Linked DNA regions of Hordeum vulgare: region 1 is linked to region 2. The links are chromatin contacts, called in public Hi-C maps. All regions are on one chromosome and are shown on one strand. Each heading gives the region's core, a stretch centred on a gene start, on an enhancer-like site or on the middle of the called end of the contact. The rest is flanking DNA. Distances are from core to core; before and after follow the strand shown.

Evidence for each region. Hi-C and Micro-C count contacts between places; a contact is called where the count stands out from the background.
Region 1: a contact with region 2 is called in a Hi-C map of leaf, with 4 times the contacts expected there. The contact joins the enhancer-like site here to the promoter of LOC123440478 in region 2. A contact is called at or near these places in 3 of 6 Hi-C or Micro-C datasets (leaf and seedling) and 1 of 1 datasets of contacts at active chromatin or transcription factors (embryo).

The regions. Positions count from the first base shown.
Region 1 is chr3H:538,975,769-538,982,588 of MorexV3_pseudomolecules_assembly, reverse strand. No RefSeq gene overlaps it. Among protein-coding and RNA genes, the nearest start is that of LOC123440479, 53 kb to the right of the region's middle. Within about 2 kb of position 4,603, at least 1 of the 3 cell types and tissues checked has open chromatin away from gene starts, as enhancers often do. A contact at or near this core is called in leaf, where this site is marked.
Region 2 is chr3H:538,689,476-538,696,719 of MorexV3_pseudomolecules_assembly, reverse strand. It overlaps LOC123440478 (RING-H2 finger protein ATL73-like), which reads left to right and starts at 4,696. Exons shown (of 1, transcript XM_045117043.1): 1 at 4,696-5,979. The coding sequence starts at 5,011. The coding sequence ends at 5,781.

The DNA.
Region 1 (6,820 bases), core at 3,354-5,853, 290 kb before region 2:
GACCACGATGTCGTCTAGAGGGGGTGAATAGGCGTTTTAAAAACTTCTACAGATTTGGCTTTATCCTAATGCGGAAATAAACTAATAGGATACTTTTCAAGCACAAATCCTAAAAATACTAGGCTCAACTAAGTGCACCACCAACTTCTTCTACTAAGATGAGCACAACAAGATTACTCATAATCACAAGTAAGTTACACAAACTTACTCGAGCAATATCACAAGATATGTAAGAGTATGGCACAAGTGAGCAATTCACACTAAACACAAAATATATCAATAGTAGCAAGTATGAATTGCGGGATATAATGTGTAGGCCTAAATAATTAATCTTTACAGGGAAATAGCCAACACAATATAATGAGGACGACAATATGTACTGAATGTACGCTCAAGTAACCAAAGTAAACCACAAGTAAGGAGTTAGGGTTAGTCACTGTTACAGAAGTGGATGTTACCACGAAGGCACACCAACGCCACGAAGGCTCACCCTATTCTCCTTGAGATATCACCACGAAGGCGATTCCCAACCACTGGTGGTAGACCTTGAGGTGGCCTCCAAACCTTCATAAACTTTTCGGGGGACAAATCACAAGTTGACTCCTCACCGAAGCACTCCTACCGCCTAGGAGTCTCCAACCTCCAAGAGTAACAAGATCAAAGGGGAAATGATCAAGAATTGCTCAAATCACAAATTACTTTGGTCAAAAGTGAGAGGAGTGGATGTATGCTTGGATGAAATCTCTCTAAAAAACTCTCAGAAATCTCTTCGGGATTTACGGCAAGAATGCTGAAATCCCCCTCTCTCAAATCACACCAAAAGCAACTAATGCTATGGAGGGATGTGAGAGGAGAGGAACAATGGAGGAGGTCAACAAATGAACCCTAGATCCATGGGATAGTTTCCCCCCAAATGGATTGGAGTTTTGAGGCTTGGGGGAGGAGGAGAGAGCTCAAAACAACGGGGAAATATCATATCCAAAGGCTCTATCTCGTTGGGGAAGAAGGGGTACCTTATATACTGCCCCACCAAATCTGCCCGTTATGCACAGAAAAATGTAGCCCGGAACTTCCGCGTGTCCCTATTGAGGCACACAATGTAAAGTTTGTGGTTAGCCCGGAACCTGTCCTGAACTTCTGGCCCCTGGAACTTCCGGGAGGCCCGAAACTTCTCGCCCCCGGAACTTCTGGGAGGCCCGTAACTTCCGGGATCCCTTTGGGTCAGATTTTTGCAAACTTCCTGTTTACCCCGGAACTTTTCCCGGAACCTTCCCAGAACTTCCGGCCCCCCAATAAACAACGAGCATACCAATAGTATAATATGCGTAACTTTTACATACAAACTCCGATTTTGATGAGCTTATGCTCGTTTTGTAGCTATTGAAAAGCTCCAGGTCTTCACATAGAGAACCACCCAATATTAAACAAAATGGATGATGCAATGAATGCAAAGGTTTGAGTATAGAATTTGGGAAACCCTTTTTGGCTAACAGTTTTGCTTTGGGATATATGATAGGAGTGGAATTGTGTATAGAAGATGTTGACTTGAGCAAGTTCATTACAAAACCCTTTGATCCCCTCTTAATAGTGCGGGATCCCTAAAACTTAAGAATCATAAAAGAGCTACACCACATAGCTACCAATAATCCATTCTTGAGTGTATATGTTTATTCGGCGGTCATCACTCCACACCAATAGCGTTAAAGGAACTAATACCTTTGAGTCGAGCCTTTCACTTGAGCTTGATGTTATTGTTTCTTCTTGGATCAAGGTGAAGGAAAGACATTGATGAAGTCTTCAAGTAGCTCTCCCATATGAAATGTGGAAAGCCTTGCTTTGGATTCATCTTCACTTGTCCATCATGTGAACATCCACAAGGTTCAAGCATGTAATCCTTAGGGGTGGTTATTTTGAACTTGCCCCTGTCAAACATGATCATGAACACTTGATGTCACCCTCTCATGGACACTTGGAATATCTCTCTTGATGCTAGCCTGTGAGAATTACCTAACCCTCACAGACATAGAGAGCACATAGTACGAGTTAGTACACAAAGTGCAATTGACAATTACTTACCATACCACAAGATCTCATGTGGTACATCATTTGCGCTTGTGTGATGACCAACTTTGAGTTAACTCTTTGATCTTCATCTTGGTCAACATTTATCTTTGATCCATGATTAATATTGATGTTTTGAAGGCCCTATTTATTTCTTATTAGGCTTCATTGCTTTAAGAAATGATTACCAATATCTCAATTCACCATGACCATATCAAGTTTTTCCATGAATCTCATATTGTCTATAACTTGCTCGTCTTCATGATACACCATAATATCTTGAGAGGCATAATGAATTCTTCTCTTGAATTATTTGATTGAAGACATAATCATCCATGACTCAACATATGAGCTCATCATGATCCTATTTCCAAGTCGACATATGTAGAATTATTCTCTTTAATTATTCTCTCAAGATCTCGATCCATCATGGTTGAAACCATAAGCCAAAGCATGAGAATGTGTGAGATCCTCGATGAACTCCACATAGATCACATCTTGTTCATCACATGGAATTCATCTTGATCGTATCATATTTGATTCAATCATTGAGCTCATCCTTGGTGCATGCACACCAATATGTATATGGCATTCATTTAGAATTCATTCGAGCTCCTTCTTGCATCTTCATGGAACAAACATACTTCAGTTCATCCAATATTGTTCATTCTTCATGCATTGCAAATAGAACATTCCTTCAAATGTATAACTCAATGAAAACATTAGTTCATTAGGATTGTCATCAATTACCAAAACCACACATGGGAACTACATGCACTTTCACATTGGAAATCGGCCTCGGGTGAGCAGCCTCGAACATGAAGGTATATCCCAATTCGTAGTGCCACACCACTGTGCATCAGGTTGTCGAACCCACATATGAACGGGTCAGCTCTATGGCTAGAACTAATCGAGGTTTGTGGTCCCTTTTGCACCTTCCTGGTGGATCTAGCTACCCATGTTTCTAGACCAGTGGGCAAGCTCTCGGTGCCGAGGTGGCGGCGCGAGAAGTTGTTAGGAGGAGAAGGAGGCAGGCCATATAGTGGCAGGGAGAGGAGGGGGCTGGCGACACCATGAATGAGAGGGGAGGTGGTGGGGAAACGAGTGCGCGAGCTACGCCATGGCATGGAGGGGAAGTGCGTGGGAGAGATGGCGAGGACAACATTGTGGCAGGGAGATGAGATGCAGCGAAAATCGATGGCTGGTTGGTTGTGCGGGCAGAGTAGAAGACGGTTGAGTGGTGCATGAGTGAAAGGAATGGCTGGTTTTTTCCCATAAGAAAAGTAGAAATGAGAAGCTTCTATATGTTGACATCAATGCCACATAACATAACAAGTCATTTCTAGAAAAAAACACCAATCAAATGATCTATAGATAGCCTATAATTTACAACTCACCAAAATGAGGGTGCGGCTCACATTGTGTGATGCAATGAAGCTCAAGACAATATTCTTCACATTGTATAAAAATATCTTAAACACATCAAATAGATCTTAGTTTGTAAGAGACAATTACTTGGATCATTAGAGTACATGATATAACTTTTATGCATGCAAATTTTGACATGCACTATGATTATGTCTGCAATTGGGCCAAATATATACATGATCCGTAACAACGCATGCCATTATACTAGCAGTTTTAGTAGTTGAGATATATGTGAAGCCGCAAATCAGCCCTCATTCTGTTTTTCTCACGCAGCTACAGGGGGCTAAAGGCCCAACTGATCTCGGTCTTCAAATTGTCGGCAACGAAGGACCGACTATTAATCGAATCCAGCCGGTCAAAGACAGCCTTATAGATCACTCGAAGGTGAGCTATCCTAGCAAGCAAACCATCCAAACTAACTGAAATCATGCAAAGTAACATCGATTGATCCAACAATATCTTCATGGACACTACTTTTCTGTTGGCGAAGGTAGTCATCGATACTACTGCGTACTTACTGAAATTGTTGTGCTATGTTCTGATCCTACGTATTATTTACCGTGTCTCCCGGCCGATTATAGGCAAGGCAAAATACCTAGGGAGTTGTTTAGAGCAACTCCAATTGCGCGATAAAAACGGACGAGTGATTTGTTTTGTATTCTGAAATTCTGGAAGAGGATGACCCCCTCCCCCTTTCACGTTCGAATTAAAAAAAGACGTCCGGGGATGGGTGACGCGTGGATCCGTGGTAGATGGTCGTCATTAATAAGACGATGATGGTTTTGACCGGGTGTCACATGTTGACGGGCGTGGACATGAGAAGGCCCGCATCATCCGCACCGACGCATTTTAACTTTAAATTTAAACCCGAAATGAGTCATCATGAATGAATAACGAATGCGTTTTAGAAATGGATCGACGTATTAGGCCTTTACTTTTGTGTGCGGTGATGCAAAAAGATCGTAGCGGACGAAATGGGTCAGTTGGAGTTGCTCTTATGATCATGGATTCATGGGTTTAGTCAACTTTTCAAGATGCATACTACTATAATGTATTCGCAATGAGAGGTGTATGGTGTCATTACAGTTTGCCGTGCTGCGAAAGGATAAGGCTCCGTGTATACGTGTGGACCAGCAATGGCTGCGTCTCGATCGATGCCATTTTGGAAGGCGTGCATCGATCGTGCCCGTGGCTACTCTTGCCGAGGTATCAATTCATACTCATTCTCGGAGTTGAAAAGGGCAGGGTTGACTGCAGGTGCAATATGAACTAAACTAGTAAACACTCCTAGTAACAAGAGGCATCAACTCAAAACTCATTCTTAGTTCGTCGACCACCATATATCATGCATATTTTGTCTGACGAGAAATTTGTCCAAGGCACTGGGATGAACATAAACAAGCTTATGCATGCTGTGACCTTTACTGCACTGAAAACTTGATAAACTGCTGCGACAGATGATAATAACTTTGCACAATTCCTTTCACCGGAAGTTGCAATCTCACACAAAAATAGTATTTGACTGGAAGGTGCAAGCTTACACCCAAATTCTAATTCAGAAGTTCAGATGCGAGCAGCGAGCCCCCACGGGAATCGTGATTAACCTAAACTAACCCACGTAACTAACGACAGGCTTGCACGCACGCACGGAGGACGAACGCAGCGATTTGTGTGCGGCGTTCGAGCGGAATTCTTCTGACTTGCAGCACCGGCCGGTACGTGACGATGAGCACCGGATCGAAGCATCATCGATCGCGCTCCTCGGATCATGGGCCAGCCTACGGTGCGAGCATCGAGGGACCATGTGCGCGGGGTGCGCGCATCGGTCCGGCGGCCGGAGGCCCCCTGAATTCGGTGGCCTGATCCCAAGGTTGATCATTGCATCCATGCTGTGTCTTGGACAGAGACGACGCAACGAGGGGCGGGCGTGCATGTAGCCGAGTATATCGACCGACGAGCCTCTCACGCGATCCATGGCCGCCGGACCCGTCGCGAGGCTCAGCCGTTGACCCTGCAGAATATTGCACGCACGGGCAGCGCAGCGCGGTGATCAGTGCGCTCCTTGGGCCGGCTTGTGTATTCGATCTGCCCTGGTCAATGCAGCTCTAGGACTAAGTACGTACATTACGTACAGTTCTTTCATCCAAAAAGTTTTTTCTTCCTCCATCTTCAATTTGTGCAGCACGCAAGTGCACCCTTTTTATAAGCTGGCAGAGATTTCTATGGAAGCTCTCTGTGCGGCTAGTATGCTAATTACGTCATCTTCAACGATGACTTATAAATTTTCTTTGGCATTTTTCCATGGATACACCGCCAACCAATCAACAACTAACTAAATTAACCAAACGAAATTCTTGCATACAAAATGGGTTTCATATAAACCGAACGAAAATATTTACATTTTAAATATATTTTAACTAAAAAACATAAAATTATGTGCACGTCTGGCCGCGTAAAACCCCACTCCTATGACATAGATACAATATACTAGTCTACGGTCAGCCACAGTTGATCCCTTTGTCTTTTCCATGTCCGGCAGCCCTCTCATCAAACCGCGAGGGCCCCAGAGACATATTCTTCCCTTGTATCTTCCCTATGTCCAGCTGCGCCGCTCATTGAAGTGGGAAAGGGGGTGCTTCACCTGAAGAGGAAGCGTGCCTACTTTGTTTCCATGAAGCCGATGTGTGGTTCCACGATGCTTTGCGTTGAGCCGAGCAAGTCACCGGCTGCGCACGCCGGCGACGCGTCGACAGTAGCCTTCCTCGGACCAAAGCGACACATGTCTCCCATGTTTTACTTTCCCTCAATGTTGGCAGCGGATGTGGACGTGCTACCCAATGATACATCTTCAACGTATCTATAATTTTTGATTGTTCCATGTTGTTATATTATCATTCTTGAATGTTTTACAATTATTTTATAGCAACTTTATATAATTTTTGGAACTAACCTATTGACATAGTGCCCGGTGCCAATTGCTATTTTTTACTTGTTTTTTTCCGTCACAGAAAATCAATATCAGATGAAGTCCAAATGCTACAAAACTTTTGGGAGATTTGTTTGAACCAGAAGGAAAAGTGAGAACCAAGGAAGCTCACCAGGGGAGGCCAGGGTGGCCCACTAGGCACCAGGGCACGCCTTGGGCCCCTCGCGCGCCCTGGTGGGTAGTGGGGGCCTCGGGCACCTCCTCCACCGTCTCTTGACTCCATAAATACCCAGATATTCCAGAAACCCTAGAGGAGTCGGCGAAAAATCGTTTCAGCCGTCGCAAGTTCCAGAAGCCACGAGGTCCAATCTAGATCCCTTTCCGGCACCTTGTCGGAGGGGAACC
Region 2 (7,244 bases), core at 3,447-5,946:
TTGTCATGCAAGACACATAGTAACACATCATTTAATATGATACGGTATCATGATATAATACTCAACCATCTTTTTTCTTTATTTAATTCTACGTCACCTCATCGAAATTGCCTAGTTGGCATGTATGATACTACCTATGATACTTCCATTACGGGCAGCCTGATAACATATTAAAGTAAAACAAGATTGAATGAAAATGGACGATTAACTCTGTTTTTATTGATTCTTAAGTGTATATACATCTGATAATGGTGAAAAGAAAAGATGTTTGTTCGAAGGCATCCCTTCAAAACAGATGTGTCTCGGCAATAGAGAAAGAAGAGACATATGACTGTTCGGGATTGAACACATCATTTGCTAATTTATTTCTAACACGAAAAACAGACTAAAAGCAGAACGACACCAACCTAAACTGCATGCTTCCTAATCATCCTAACACTTACATCAAAATCAGAGAGATAAGATAACCCCAGGAGGAGGATCACAGAAACACTCAAACACCACCACTGCAGTGCTGCACCCCCATACCGGTAATGGCGATCCCAGCTATGTTTTGCTGCCACCTGCGCCATGGTGATTTTAGATTTCCAGGGAAAAGTGCACTTTAGATATCTTCTTTGTTCACAGGTTAGTGCACTTTTGAGGTGGCATGGACTCGTCACCAGGTTGACCCATGAGGCCATCACACGTATGAAAAGCTCATGGTCTCGATATGCACTTTTCGCTCCGCCCGCGACACGTCTCGCGTACGTGCCCTCATCACCTGGACTGGCATGACAGTCCGTCACGCGCCCAAAGTAGTATGCCGAATATAAGTGGGTTTCGATCTGGATTTAAAGATCGGATTGCTCGCATCAGACATGCTAGCGGCACAGCATGCAGTTCCATCATCTCACTAAACAAAGTACCGCCGTACTAGCAACAGCCAGATGCATGAAAAGCTCCCGGCACGGTTTCTGAGTCGCTGAAGCTGGAGTTATTTCTTGCTGAAACTCGAGTTGATCATAGGGTTCCTGCGGTTTCATGCGGAAGAGTTGAAATGGGTAACTCATGTACATACTGAGAATCCATTCTCCCCTCGTCAGAAAAGAGAGGAGAGAACTCCTTATTTATTTGCGCTCTGGTCTTGTGGCTCGTGAGTACCTGAAGGGATGGAACATGCAAGATTATAACTTGTAGTGCTTAGTTACTCCTGCACTCGAGCCCATAACGACATGCTTAACTATGACCACTTGCAGTGCAATGCTTGGACCGGATTGCTCGCCGTAGTGGATAGGATGGGATCAAATGACATGGCTTGGTCGATGGCCGCGTGCGACTGCACGGACATTAGGCTCTTGGCCATCCAGAGCCACCTCGACTAATGAACTACAGCTCGCCTGCTTGGGATAACCTAGCTTAAGAGCAAGTAGCATGGCATCTCGTGGCTAGTATCTACGTGGCTCTCTCACTGCCTGTGCAAAAGGTTAAGAACTACCCTTCCCCCTTTTTCCCGCGCTTTCGTTCTTTGGGACGTCCTCTCCTTTTCTTTCGTATATACAAAAGCAGGGGGGATGTGCACGCGTACTCGATCATTGGTTGCTGTTTATCTTTAGCTCATAGTTGTATCTAAATCTCTTCAGAGCAGCTGCTAGATCACTAGACATTAACTGGGCCGCCGATCATTCTCTTAACTCGTCCCCTTTTTCTCCTCGTCGATATGGGTGTGAAGATACCATCATCCTCAAACCTTTTGTTTGTTGTGTTGTTGTACCTTGCTCCAATGTAAGGTGCGGTTTTTATCTCTCCTTCCTCAGCAGTCAGCGATCCTCAATCCGAACGAAAAGCTGGGAGTCGTGTTCTAGACTGATCGTCATGTACATCTCCTTGTTCCGGGTCATTCTCCGATTCTCGTGTTTTATCTACAAGTAGTAGGAGCATAAGGAAGAAGGTTCAGTTATGAGTAATGGTACTAGAAAATGGATGTACACTGTCTAGAATTTCTAAAATGAACTATATTTGTACTAAATAGTGAAAATGACTGGAAGGAGCTATAGTTTTCGTGGAAGTGAGTAAATATTATGAGCAACATGGTCAATATAAGAGAATGTTTCTCTTTGTTTTGTCCGAGACTATGCGAAACCGCGGATTGTTTGTTACTTTTTTTAAATAAAGGGGCGGAGGTACTCCTCCTTTTCTAAAAAAAGAACCCGTTGGGGCTGAACTACAAATTTTGTGGAGTGGGGGCATTTTTTTGAAAGTGCTCTTCTAAGCTCGAGCTCACATGAGCTCAGGTGAACAGTAAAATTCAAAAAATAAATCATTTTTTTTCCGCAAAGATTGACCAATGTATCATGGAATGACATTCGTGAAAGATGTGGTATAGGAAATCGATGCTCCGAAATGCTTATCATTATTTTAGCTTTTTTTTTTGCCATGTCTTCCACGAATGTCATCCGATGATGGAAGTTTGCAAGCAATCAAAACATTTGTCTATGTCACAAAAAAACATAATTTTTTGCATGTTCACCCGAGCTCATTTTACCGCTTCCGGCACTTATTGTACAAAGTTGAAGAAATTCAAAGAAAATACAAGCAATACATATTGAAAAAATATAAATTGTGTGTGGTTCTGGGCACCCACTCAGCACTATGCAGGTCCGCCCTTACTACCTTGTCTAGATACAATAACAAAATATCCCTAAAAATAGATGTGATAACAAAATTCCATTATGAGTTTTCTCTTGGTGTCTTCAGATCAATTAAATTCTTGCATTCACGTGATTCAAATTAGTGCATTAACTACAAAAAGGTAACCTTTTAACAACTATGTTTTCTTCTTAACGAGATGGATCAACCTTCACCAAGGGAAAATAAACTTATCTCCATTCTTTTTTATCTACTAATCCAGCTTGATAAAATTTCACACGACGTATTATCGAGGATGTCCTAAACATGATACTTCGTGGTTGTTTGGATGAAGCCCAAGCTAACCATACCAAGCAGGTGTGCCAAAATATTTGCGAAGGAATTCATCACCACGAACTCACGGCACTCGGATGTAGAATCTTGATGGGTAACCAAAATGTTGGTTGTGACTATTTTTTTTGTGGCAATTCAAACGGACACATGGCATGTTGGTCAACAGCAAAATTTTGGCATGGCAACTCTGTGGCTCTGTGCTGCTAAACATGACCTTTATTTTCATAGTCAAGCAAAACCTTGCCTGTAATTTTCAACCTAGCGGATGTGACCTAGACACACCATCCCCGTTGGTCTCATCTCTTACTGGGACCTACTCCCCTGTTCATAAATATAAGATGTTTTTAATATTCTAATATAGACTACATGTAAACTGAATTGAGAGCATGGTTAATAATACAGCCAATAATCGATTATAAAGAGTTATCATGTCATATAGAGCCAATCTAATAGCCGACATATATAATAGTAAATTTTAGATGTGTACTACTTTAGTAGTAGTTGACCCACCTTACAATCTCACAAAGTGTCTTGGATCTCGTGTTGCAGTTGGGTACTCACAAAGAGCCCGCTTCTTTTATTTCTCCTCCAACTAAGTAAAAATATAAAATTTTAATCTTTATAGCTTGCTTATGTCACCTTATTGTACTTGCTCTGATAGAATAAAAACATTAAAGTGCATCTATATGCATCTGAATCAGTAAGACATCTTATACTAGTTAACAGAGCGAATACCCGATTTCCTTTTAAGCAAGGTTTGTGCCCCCCCCCCCCCCCCCCCCCCCCCGCGGAATAGTCTCATAGCTCTATTCCTTTTCCAGTGTGATTGTCATGGACGACGCGTTGTTTTGATCCCGTGGACAGATGGATTTTCCAGGTGAACTGCAGTTTTTTTTTACGGGTAGGAGAACCGCAGTTTAATTGCATATATATCAATACCAAGAATTAAAATGTACTCCCTCGGGTGAGGTGACATTGGGCCCATGAACGCACGATCTTAGCCCAGCCCAGCCCATACATGGCATCTCTCCTGAGTCCTGACCACTCCCACGCGAGATCAACGACGGGCGCCAACAGGAACTGAAAGCAGCCGGCAAGAAGGACAGAGAGAGACACATCGGACGCCACGTCGTCGAAGGCGTCCGGCACCGAACCAGCCGCGTATAGACAAGTCAGCGCCACCCTGGCGCCTGCCGGTCCACTTGTCACCCCCTGGCGCGCTGGCAGGTCGCGGTTAGTGGAGGCTCCAATGCCATGCCGGATTATGATCGGGACTTTAAAAACTTGGATTTAATCGCTAATGATGGGCGTCAGTGCGGTCTGGCAAATCCCTACTTTCCCAGAGCTTCATCAAGCTAAGCTAAGCTAAGCTGAGCTGCATCCCCGCTTTGGCCCTACGGAACTCGTTTCGGACAGGCAACCCTGTCGGCATGTTGTGGCTTTTGTGTCTAATCCCGTGTGCCTGTGGGCATAAAAGATGTGCTGCCACAACTAATAAAGCACAGTGGTTTGCAGCAATAATCTGAACCCTGAGAATGCTTGAGAACTCGTTGCTTTTCAGCTTGAGACAACGACACTGTAGCACTCACGTACGCCACGCAACGGCCCTGCACTAGGACTACGAAGAAAAAGCTAGCCCCACTTGCCTTGCCTGCTCGAAAACCATGGCCGCGCATGGTAACCATACCATTTACTATATTTGCATGACCGGAGGTAGAGTAGTAGCAGTAGCTCTGCGTGTGAATTAAGGCGTGGCCTCTGAAAGCATCTCAGTGCTCTGACCGATCGATGCGCCTCCAATTAATATGCGTGGTAGACGAAAGCATTTTCAGTGTTATGGTCAAAAGCTTCCCTGGATTTTTGCCGCCCGTTCGGAATCACCACCTAGCGATGGAGGTCAGGTGCATCTTTCTTATCTCCCCGTGAGACGTGACTCGGTTACTCCACATTCCACGAACCACCTCCTCCCGTATCGATCGATCGCCTGCAGCGTGCACGAGGCCCACCACTGCGCTATGGCGACACGAAATATTTTGAAAGAAAAATGCCATGCACATTGTCCCCCTTGGGCTGCTATATAAGCGGCTCCTCGCCGCGCCACAGGAGAACTCTCTCGCTTGTCGAAAAAAACACACGCACGCGCACGGTAGTACGGGAGACAGTGTAGAGGTTGCTACGATGGACATGGGAGACATGCATGCCAGCGCCAGGAGGCTTCTGTCGCGCGCCGCGGCGACGCCGGCGGTGGCGGTGGCCTCGCCCGGCCCGTCCGGGCAGACGACGCCGCCCTCGAGCCCCTTCGGCTCCGTGGACGCGACGGTGATCTCGGTCCTGTCGCTGCTCCTCTGCGTCCTCGTCGTGGCGCTCGTGGTCCGCGCGCTCGTCCAGTGCGCGTGCCGCGTCACGCGGCGCGTGTGCTACGGCCAGGCAGAGCACCCCGGGGACGCCGAGGCCAGCGGCCTGGAGATGGCCGCGCTACGGGCTGGCGCCGGCGGCAAGAAGAAGCGGGATGGGAAGGGCGCCGCCATCCGGGCGATCCCGACGATGGAGTACTCGGCGGAGATCGAGCTCGCCGTGTGCTGCTCCACCGAGTGCGCCATCTGCCTCGCCGACCTGAAGCAGGGCGAGCGCGTCCGCGTGCTGCCGCGCTGCCACCACGGCTTCCACGTCCGGTGCATTGACCGATGGCTCTCCGCGCGGCAGACGTGCCCCACCTGCAGGCAGGAGCCGTTCGCGGCGGAGGCCCGACCCGAGGAGCCGGCGCCGGCGTCGCCGGCCGTGCAGGTGCACGTCGACGCTGCACAGCTCGAGACGATCTAGACAACCTAGCTACATGCATGTGTGTGAGAAATCGTTCCATGGAAATTGTACAGTACTAGTGAACGGTTGGGAAAAAATATTATGAATAGTGAACAATTTTGCAGCTGTAATTGTTGCAGCTATGTTGTCGCCTGTGATACCGTGGTTGTGATCTTTATATTTTGTTGAGGCAGTAGAAGTGACCCGGGTCCGATGAAATGAGACGCGAGTGAAAACACATGGGTAAACTTTTGTGCAATTTATGTGCGTTTTTAACGCAGTGCAATCGCAGACGCTCACATACACTTAAGTAATTTATGAATTTACGGATATTTTTATGCAAATTATGCATTCTTGTTGGACAACGACGTTCCGGCTATCCAGGTTCGTTGTTCCGACATGAAGTTAGCAAATTATATCTGCCAAAAAATATTATCAATACGGCCCACTAACCACTCAAGATATCTGGCCCGAGGACTGCAATTGTTTATGTGGTCATCCCTTGAAGTGGCCTGGCCCATTAGCTCATTTTCTTTTCTCACCCTATTCTACTCCATCCACAGTTTACACCTCCTCCGGCCCGTGACCCGTTATCACGCATGCTCGTCGCATTGTCTCAAAAAAAAAAAAAATGCTCGCACACGTGCATACACGCGCATGTTCAGAAATACACACACAACACATACACACCTCTTCTTTTATGGGATGAACCCATGAGAAATCTTTTATGGGAGCATGTCAACAAAAGATAGGGCAACCGGACATGTTCGTCTACGTTAGGCTCCCCGGGATACATAGTGTATACTTCATACCCACTCCCTTAGTTCCCAATTAATTGATGCTCTAGGAATGTATCAAGATAAACTTTTGAAATTTTGATCAAGACGATAGAAAAAAAAAGTATCTAACGATAGTATATCTGGGGAACAACGAAAATGATGTTTGGACCCAATGAAGTTTAACTAGGGACAAACATAGAATTTAAATTATTTTGAACAAGAGGGGGTAGCAAAAAAATAAACATTACTCGACGCTTCCTAGTCTACCACCATCCTCTCTTGGCCTATCTTGCTACTATGACGTTTTTTAGGTCACTCCAAGTCCATAAAACATTAAGAAGAGGACAAATACCGATTCCTTTTCATGTGGTGGCTCAACTTACGTCAGCATTATTCCTTTCCGTCAGTACGATATTTCATTATATTAATTGGAGGATGAATATCTTAAAATCAACATGTGTTTAGGTGAACTAGATGTTGCCTCAGAGAGGGTGTTAGTGTTTTAAAAACAATTACATATACAACTTAACTCTAGTGCGGAACCAACCTAGTAGAGTTTGTTCAAGCGCAAACCTTAAATATGATAGGAACTGCACCAACAACATGTGTTGAGCAACAACATGATGGGTCAGTGGTTCGATGATGATGGCGGCTTGCAAAACGTATGCGTGAGGTGTGCGTTTTAGGTGTGCTGCACCGGTTGTT